2 separate regions of the Anas platyrhynchos genome follow, and region 1 is linked to region 2. Evidence: chromatin contacts called from public Hi-C data. All regions are on one chromosome and are shown on one strand. The core of a region is the stretch at or near the end of the contact, and the rest is flanking DNA. Distances in the headings are between cores, read along the strand shown. Region 1 has its middle 43 kb from the start of TTC32. Region 2 has its middle 120 kb from the start of TTC32.

Region 1 (4,603 bases), core at 681-3,180, 73 kb after region 2:
AAGAAAAGAAAAGAAAAGAAAAGAAAAGAAAAGAAAAGAAAAGAAAAGAAAAGAAAAGAAAAGAAAAGAAAAGAAAAGAAGAAAAGAAGGAGAAGAGAAAAGAGAAGAGAAGAGAAGAGAAGAGAAGAGAAGAGAAGAGAAGAGAAGAGAAGAGAAGAGAAGAGAAGAGAAGAGAAGAGAAGAGAAGAGAAGAGAAGAGAAGAGAAGAGAAGAGAAGAGAAGAAAGAAAATGAAAAAAAAAGAAAGATGAAAGAAAGAAAGATGAAAGAAAGAAAGAAAGAAAGAAAGAAAGAAAGAAAGAAAGAAAGAAAGAAAGAAAGAAAGAAAGAAAGAAAGAAAGAAAGAAAGAAAGAAAGAAAGAAAGAAAAAGAAAACAAAAAAAAAAAAGAAAGACAAGAAAGAAAGAAAGAAATAGGAAACAACATAAGTGAGTACCTAAGTTATACTAAAATTTTAAAATGTTCCTCAGAATGAATGCCAAAGCAAAGTTTGAGCTTTCACAGTGATCTTTGAATACAGGCTGACACAACTCCTGCTGAGGGCATTTGTAATATTTTGAGATTGGCCTCGGAGGTAATTAAAAATTAAACTGGACAGTGACTGCCAAGAGGTGGTAGATGCCCTGATCCTCTGTCCCCACATGTTGGCAGCACAGGAGTACAGGCCTGGAAAGGACACTACAGAGGTCATCATGTCTGGACTCTTGCAACTGTGCACAAGTACATTCACAAATGCCATTTTTTCCTGTGTCAATCAGCTTTAAAAAAATACATTTCAAATACACATGAGCCAGACATTATCCTGGAATTCTCCATGCCAAACTTCAGATGGTGATGGTAACGCACAGACATAGCGTCTTTCTACGTTCTGCCTAATGGCTCCTTCTTGTGTGGGCTGAGAGCCAGACAGTCTTATGTGACCTTCAGCATTGTCTGTGCTGCGTACCCACCTTGGGCCCTTTTCTCCATACCACCACCACTCCACTGTGGTGGCCACAGTGGCATGGACAAGAAGGAAAGAACAGCCATGGTCACCTGGTTGGACTGGGGCAGCTGCCGGGCTGTCCTGGGGACCTGCCATGGAGTGGTGACAGACTGAGAGTCTCAGGTGTGTCTCAGGTGTGCTGTGACTGAGAGCACCTTCCCCTGGGGGCTTTTGGGGATCTCACTGGGTGCACAGGGGAGGCCGCATAAAAGTGAGGAAGGATGGGAAGTGGGGAGGAAGGTGAGGGGAGAAATATAGACAGAAGAAAGAGACAAGAAATAAAAAAGTACTAACAGAAGAGGGAGGGAGGAAGGGAAGAAGGGAGAAAGAGAGGGAGGGAAAGAGGGATGGAGGGAGGGATGAAGGGAAGGAGGGTAGAAAGGAGAAAGAAAGGAAGAGAGAGAGAAGTGGAAGAGGAAAAAAAAAAAAAGAGAGAGAGAGAGAAGAAGAAGAAGATTAAAGAAAACTGACACACATACACACACAGATTTTCCACCCACACATTTGGCAAATGTTGTCCATGCCAGCAGCCGAAGCACCACGCGGCATGGGCTGTGCCTCACTCCACCGGCTTGCAAAAGACCCACGGAGCACCCACACACCCCCAGGCTCCCCTTGGGGAGCAGCAGGTTCCCCACACATGTTAGAGCCACGTAGCCAAAGCAGCAGCGTTTCCTGACTGTGAACAGCCCAGCAGTGGCATGTGGACTCACACCACCATGACTGCATGTCAAAATGGAGGCAGGGCTGCACCCAGCACGGGGGCAGCTGAAGCCAGCCCTCTTGCCTTTATTGCCCATGCTATATTTCTCGATGGAGCTGATATTTCATGCCTCTTAGCCGTGGTCATCGTGCTGTGGTGGCTGTGGTTTACAGCTCGCTGAGCTGAGGCAGAGGGGGGAGGAGGGAGGCATGGCCGACACTTCATTCAGTGATCACAGGCCTCCTCCGAGGCTCAGACTTTGCAACAAGACATTGGCAGGCCCGTGTAGAGAAATGATTTCATCCGTGTACGAATTAAGCCAAAGAACACAGTACTTGTCCCTTTGGTGTTTATTTTAAAATAATTATTACATGTTCCCTTTTCTTTCAGGAACATTAAACACAATGCTGCACATGATTTTGTTCGGGACGGCTGCAGATGGCTGTGTTGAGGGAAAGTCAGTGGCAAATACTGACATATGCACCATGGCAAGAACTCAAAAATGAACTCTTCATTCCCTTCAGTCTGAGGAATGCTGAAGTCCAATACCATTTTTGGGGAAATTGAGATCAATAGCAGTTAGTTGGTTTATTTGATTGTTGATTTTCTAGTACCAGGCCACCAATTCTGTTGTATTTCTACTCTTTAAATGGAGTGCAGAGCATTTGGTAGCAAGAGAGGCTTCCCTCAAGCAGTTTTCCTCTCAAAAACATGCAGTGGTTTGAAAATGTGGTTGCAAAATGTGGACAATGTGCACGGGAGTTATTAATGTTCACAAGAAAATGTGCTGTTTCATCTCCATTACAGTCATTAACCACAGCTGTGGTTTTGCAAGTGAGGCAGCCTACTTTCATTCTTAGAGCTCAGATTTGGATGTTCACAGAGACATAGGTAGTTCCTAGAATACCCTTCCCAGCTATAATGCGAACATACATGGACACTGGAAAAAATACTTTCTTTTATCTTGATAGACCTAACACACAGATTGCAGAAGGAATTTAAAACAAGACTTTAATGTCAGATGTTTTATATGGACCACATTTCTCACAGTGAAAAGGGAATAATATATATATATATACATACATATTTAAGAAAAAAAAATAAAAAAGAAAAAAAAAAAAAGAAGAAAAAAAAGACAATACACTGTCCAGGAAAACAAAGCAAGCCAGCCAGCTCTACAACCGTTTGACTAGGAGACAGCTCCAGAGTCGTTCCAGTACTGGCAGTACAGCTAAGCCAGAGTTCTCCTATAAGCCAGATGACACAGTTGGAAAAATATATTCCAGAGCTTGTTATCCATCCCCTGCAGCTGCCAAAGTTGCCCATATGGGACCACAGGTGTTGGCTCAACCCACAGAGGAAAAGGACGGAAAAAGACAGCAAGATGAAGAATATCAGGAGCTGTGGCAGTAAGCATCATCAGGCCAGTGCTGAAGTTGCTCTAAGTGCCAATTTCTGATGGAAGGACTGTGATCTCTATGAAGCCTAGCCCAGGTAAGAGAGACCATATAGATACATGCATGGGTGTATATTAAAAAACCCAACATATAACCTGTAAATTCAGCCACGGATGTTCCATTTTTGAACAGGTATGAACATGACAGTTCTCAAAAAATTGCAGAAACAAAGCACAAGAAAGTACAGCCTTCAGCTTTGGTTGCAAAGGGCCTCCCTTTGGCAGTTTCCCACAAAGAAGCAATTCCCAAAGTTCTGTTAAGATAAGTCTACTTATAGTGGTGTGGACAGGCCAGTGTGCTGTACCCCAAATTTCAAGCTGCAACCCAGCTCCCGTCAGGAAGTTGTATAAATGTATTAGTGCAGCAGAGTGCCCAAACTAACTACCATGCTGAAAAGCAGGATATATTAACCAGAGCTCATTGTTGTGTGGCTTCTGGAGCTGAGAGCAGAGGAGCTAAGGTCTCTCTGAACCATGCAGATGTAACCAGGGAGGAATTCACTTAGCACCTGCACAGGTCTGATCTTTCTTCCAAGCAAGTGAACTAAAGCAGAGTTGTTCTTAACTAAGTGCAACATACCTGGATTTCAGATCCACAGGCTGGCCTGAGGCTGTTGGCTGAGGATGAGACAAATCCCTAGCAGCACACAGATCAGCACTATATTTGTCATTGGGAATCAAGCATGGGAATTTTAGCATCAAAAGTACAAAAGCCCAGCACTTGAACAGGAACAGAGCCTCTTACATTGCCAGCTTGAGCCATCCAAATGTTACAGACAGGTTCCCATAGTCATGAGCTTGTCTTTAAATAAAAATCACACCATGAGATATGATTTTAATAACACATTTGGGGTTGGTTGCATTTACTTTCAGGGGTTTTAACCACTGGGGTCCACTTCTAAACATTTTCACAACAGGAAGGCTCAGAATATGTTATTTTATGTTATTTTTCAAATGAAAGCTGAGGTTCTTATGCATTCATCTTAACTCCAGGAGCTGTGTTTTTTAAGGCACACACCAAATGTCAAGAGACTCACAATAAAATCACAAGAATTGGCAAGACCGCCTTCATTGGCTTTGGGGAATGAGCAGGTTGTTGTTGGAGCCACACATTAGAGGGAGACATATTCACATGTTCTTAACCAGTGAATTATGCACAGAGGTATAATGGCATTCTGCCCAACACTGACATACAGCAACAAGAACAGGATGCACAAAATTCCCAGGCCTCTTAAGCTAATGGAGCTTTGTTAGTCTCCCTAACAAGGGAACCAATGACATAACCTGTCATAAACATGTTGGGACCATTATAGACACAGACATGAGATATATTTAACTATAAAAAAAAATTAATAACCAAAAAGACAGCTGCGTAATCTGCACATTACACTCACAAAAAGGAAATAAAAGTAAAATGAACTGGAACATGTGTGTCTGGAGAGAAAAAGGCCTGAAGACCT
Region 2 (5,081 bases), core at 2,257-4,756:
CCCTCTCTAATAGTCCATGTCCTTATTCTGGGGGTCCCAGAGCTGAATGGTGGAGAATCACCTCCTTCAACCTGGTAGCTACACTTCTTTTGATGCAGCCCAGAATATGGTTGGCTTTCTAGGCTTCAAGTGCACATTGCCAGCTCATGTTGAGCTTTTCATTCACCAACAACCCCAAGTCCCTCTCTGGAGGGCTGTTCTCAATCCACTCATTGCCTAGCCTGTATTCATTTTTGGGATTGCCTCAGCCCAGGCACACAACCCCACCCTTCACCTTTTCATACTTCATATTGTTCGCAGAGGCCTACCTCTCAAGCCTGTTATGGTCCCTCTGAATCGCATCCCTTCCCTCCAGTGTGTTAACCACACCACTCAGCTCGGTGTCATCTGCAAATATAGATACATATATCTGTATATAAAGCATGTCTCTCAGTGAACACTAAGGCAACAACTGCTGCCAAAACATGCCAGCCTTTCCCTTGCTGAGGTTGCTCACGTCCAGTCCTAGAGTTCCCCACATCCATAGTGGTGGGTGGCTCACTAGAGTGGTCATGCTTGCATCAGTAAAAGAAGGGATATTGCCTGTAGGAAAGAGTTCACCTCATAGTAGCCATGGCCCAACTTAACCTTTTGGTCAAATGTAGCCTTTCGGGCTTTCCCAGCATCACTGGAAGGCCCATCAGGCCAGCTCGGGGCTTTAGCATTATCTCAGATAGGCAGAGTGCCTTTGCTAGTCACAAGGTTTTCCAGTGTCAGGGGGTGAGCTCACCAATTGTGTTTTTATCATACTTACTGAAAAATGAAGCAGTTCCCGCCTTTATCAATAATGATCAGCTTGCCTCAGACTGCAGTGAGTCAGTGCAGAGACCCCCTCTGCTTCCTTGCCCTACCCCTGGTTTGTGTTTGCTTTCTGAATAAACTAAGGGGCAGGCAGTTCTTTTTTAGGATCCCTTCCCAAGCTATTGCATTTTCTCAGTGTAACGTTAAGCATCCTGTCAGCGCTGTGTAAGCTCACAGTGGTTTTAGGTTAGGGCTTCTAGCACGGCAAGAGAAGCACAGTACGGGAGTTTCATGTTTGGAGGAAGGGATGAAGTGGCAACTGTTGAATTTGATAGCTTTGCATCTGGCACAATTTCCGAATAGTGGTGCTTTCTAACAGTCCCCTTAAAACCACTGATTTGGAGAGAAAGTACGCAGGCCTGCCCTCACGCCCAAGGCACTAAAGCCAGTTGGCAGTCCTGCCTTCAAGACTGTTAGTGCTCTTGAACACTAGAAGCCTCCTGTCCCAGGATATTGCATTTACGTACATCTCCTTTCCAAACTGGAAATGTTTTTGAGTTTCATTCCGTGCCTGTTTTTTGTTTCAGTTAGAAACTCAGGAAATCAAAAGAAGAAACATTTAGATTTTGCAGCACTCAGCAGAGACAGAGGGCCTGACTGGAAAAGGACAAGACGTGGTAGCAAAGCCCACAGATTCATTAAATTATCCCAATTACACTTCCAACTCCCTACTTTTAGATCATGAGGACAGCCGTTTACCCACTGAGCACTTTCAGTGTAAAAAGTCCCACAGGAAAAAAGAACAGATGTATAAAAAGTTGCTCTGTGGAGAGAGAGAAAAAAAATCGGTGGCTGAGTGAGAAAATCAGTAAACATTAAAGCACTGGAGATAATTGCAAAACGATGTTTGCTTTATTTAAAACCACTCCTTTTCTTTGGAAATTAGTTCTGCAAATGTTGCATGTGAAGGAATAAGCTTCCCCATGAGCACCACTGAAGATGATGGACGGGACTAGGAAAGAATGCACAATCATGTTTTCTTCCTCCCAGAGAGAGGGCATTAATCACACGTTCCTCCATAATCCTCCTTCCAAGGCCCCAGAAGGAAAGGGAAGAACCTGTCATAGCTCTAAAATTGGACTTTTCTGGTTTTCAGCGTGGGTGTTTCCACTGGGCCTGTGACAGACCTGAATACATCCCGAATCACTTCTGAGCACAGCAGGGGAAACTGAGGCTGCATTTCTGAGTTGGGCTTATGTACAGGGCTTTTCTTTGTCCCCTTCCCCATCCAGCACTGTTCCCTTTCTCTTTAGTGATTGCCAGGCTGATATTTCAGAAAGAAAGCATCTTTATAAACTATCTGACCACATTTTTGGCACCTCCCATTTAAGGCTGCAGTGAGTTCTCTAACCCAAAGATGAAGAGATTGATGTGGGCCAGTGAGCAAGGCAAAGACCAGGTAGAGAGACTGTGTGTGCCTATGGACATACCACAGCAGTGTGCCTGCTCACACCTTCCCAAAAGCGGTTGAGTTGTGAGTTAGATGACACTATAAACCAAGATAGCGTCTCCCCAGTGTCCATAGTTGGTGCATTTGGACAAAGCTCAGCTCTGTGATTCTAGTCCCAGGCTAAAGCAACAGCATAAACAGAGATGTTTTCAAGAGTGGAAGAAGGCCACTGAAAGAGTGTAAGGAACGTTTTGATCTGTAATATACCTGAATGTTTTGAAGGTCTCTATTAAATGTCTGTAGTCTCCCTGCTGCGGCAATTGAGTAGAGGAAATAATAATGGAGATTGAAAGGCATTCACCAGCCGACCTCTCACAACCCTGACATTCTTCAGTAGAATATGATTGGAATTGGGTACATCTGCTCTCAATAACAAAAATAAAAAATGGCCTGCAGCTTTAAGCCCTGAAAAACATAAAGCTGAGCTAAAAGGAGGGCATAAATATATATATCTGTAGACTCAATATAACTGTAAATGTTCAGTAATAATGCTGTGATCATGGCCACAACATGTTTTGGAACTCTTTGTCTCCTGGAAATGCCCAAGAAATTTGGGGAAGTGAAAAGCTGATCTCTCCTCACAGTTAGGTATGACCAGCTTCAGACAAGGTGCAGGTGTGATAGTGGAGGTCATGCAAAGTCAATGTCCAGGCCACCACCAAACACAGTGCAAAACAGAAGCTGAGCCCTCACACCTTCACCCCATTTCCCCTGGGTTCCTGTGGGTTGGCATTGTGCAGAAGCACAGCACTGAGAAGCTTGAGCTAGACCCAGTCTGGCCAGCCCCAAGGCTACTTGTGAGGTGGCCATGTCAGTGCTGCCTGTAGCCAAGGGATGCCCTGCTGATGGGAGAGGCTACCTGCCCCAGGAGCAGTTCTCATGTAGTTTTAGAGCTCCCAAATAAGTGTAGAGCTTGATGGGGTGTCATGCATCATATAAATTCACTCTAAAGCTGAAGAGAGACTGGTAACCCAGCATTGCTAGGACATATCAATTTGCCTTGAGAAGCAAGCGTTGATATCAGAGAGAGCTTAAAGTGCATCCAGGGCTGGCCTGGGTGTTTGTCCTTCTGCACCTCACAAGGCAGCAAGCCCCACCGCTCTGTTTGCCAACTGAGGAAGCCAGTCATGCTGGGGACAAGTCTGCAATGAGCTGAAAGATGGAGCATGTCCAGTCCCTCCAAACACAGCTGCTCGATCTGGGACTGTGCTACGAATCAAACGGTGTTGCTGATTCATCCCATTCCCAGTAGCACATGTGAGTCATCTGTCCACCCTGGACTGTTCGCTGATGAAAAGTTTATTTTTAACAAGTACTATTTAAAAATAAATGTATACATCATACAAATGAGTAAAGCATTCAGCTCTAAATTGGTATGAATGTGCCCTGAGAAAAATTAGCTAGCTTGAATGCAATAGGAAACCTGAGAACCAGTCCTTCCCTTACACTGGCATAAATCAGGAATAACCCCACTGCGATCAGTTACTGTTTCTATAAAGGAAGCATTTTTAAGACTCCGATTGAGATCATGCTCCATTAGCCTAGTAGGAGGATTCTCTCAGAGGTTTTATTATTATCCAGTGTTCACAAAATGAGAACTCTGACTGTGAGGGTTTAAAAGTGGGGTTCGTGCCACCTTTAGCACTATAAAATTTGACAATAAAATCTAAGCTTTTCAGTTAACCTCCTTCTATAACAGAGACAGACTGTCATGTCCCACCCATCCTACTGTAGGTCCCAAATAATGGGGAAAATTGCCCCTTAAAGGTGCAGATATCTCTGCACTGACTGTAGATACAATCCGATTAACTGACAGACTAGACACCTGAAGTTGAGCAAAACCCCAGGAGATAACAGCAGGAACAAAAACTTTGCTCCTCTCAGCTCTAATGAGAAGCTTTAATGGGACTGAAGTGGCTGAAGATTTAAAGACTTTATCTAAAAAAGGTTGCTAAAAGAGCATTGGATACGTGTATGGCCTGGGATACGCAGAAGGGCAATCCAATGGTCTTCCTGCCATCAGCTCTGGAAACAGCACAACAAGGGCCACTGCCCTGAGCTGCATTATGGCTTACAACTGGCAGGAAAACTGCATGATATCAGCCACTGGATTTAGCCTGCTTGAACAGAAAACACATTTGCACCACATGGAACCTGACAATTGCCCTCCCTGGATTTTCTCATGGACACAGTGGTGCTGTTACATCTGAACACACACAAGAGCAGAGCAGTGCAGGCACATGTGGTCTCCTACCCCAAGAACCGACAGCCCAAGAAGATGTTCAATGTATGAAGCATGGAAAAGTGGGAGACAACTGAACATGCCTGTTTAAAAATAAAATAAATAATTGCCACATATATACATTTGGATCACAGAAATAAGGCAGAAGCACCAATAACTTCCCTTGCACATTTGTAACGAGCAGATGGCATGTGGTAATATTGCAGCGGGACTTTGAAGTGACCTGCTCTTTCAAAACGTGAGACTAAAACAAACTTTTAAAAGCAGAGCACTTCCTTCCTGTTGTCTTTCGTGTGAGGCAAGCAGGCTGCAGAGAGAGATGTGCTCGCCTTCCTCATCAAGCATTAAAAAAGGCCCAGCTGTGTTGTTCTTTGCATTAAAGAATTAGTGCTGGAAGCCTTTCAGGGCAGGCACCATCTACTGTTCTCCCTGCTCCCTGGGTGCACGGCCCTCCAGCACTTCCACGCTCAACCCAACACAATGATGAACCAACATCAAACACCTCTCGCCGCAGGGCAGCACGCCCGGTGTTTCCTGCAGACCCCAGCT

What was found. Hi-C and Micro-C count contacts between places; a contact is called where the count stands out from the background.
Region 1: a contact with region 2 is called in a Hi-C map of liver, with 2.3 times the contacts expected there. The contact joins two enhancer-like sites. A contact is called at or near these places in 2 of 8 Hi-C or Micro-C datasets (liver and subcutaneous adipose tissue).

Annotation. Positions count from the first base shown.
Region 1 is chr3:110,429,396-110,433,998 of IASCAAS_PekinDuck_T2T, forward strand. No RefSeq gene overlaps it. Among named protein-coding and RNA genes, the nearest start is that of TTC32, 43 kb to the right of the region's middle. Within about 2 kb of position 1,931, at least 3 of the 8 cell types and tissues checked have an H3K27ac peak or open chromatin away from gene starts, as enhancers often do.
Region 2 is chr3:110,355,060-110,360,140 of IASCAAS_PekinDuck_T2T, forward strand. No RefSeq gene overlaps it. Among named protein-coding and RNA genes, the nearest start is that of TTC32, 120 kb to the right of the region's middle. Within about 2 kb of position 3,507, at least 2 of the 8 cell types and tissues checked have an H3K27ac peak or open chromatin away from gene starts, as enhancers often do.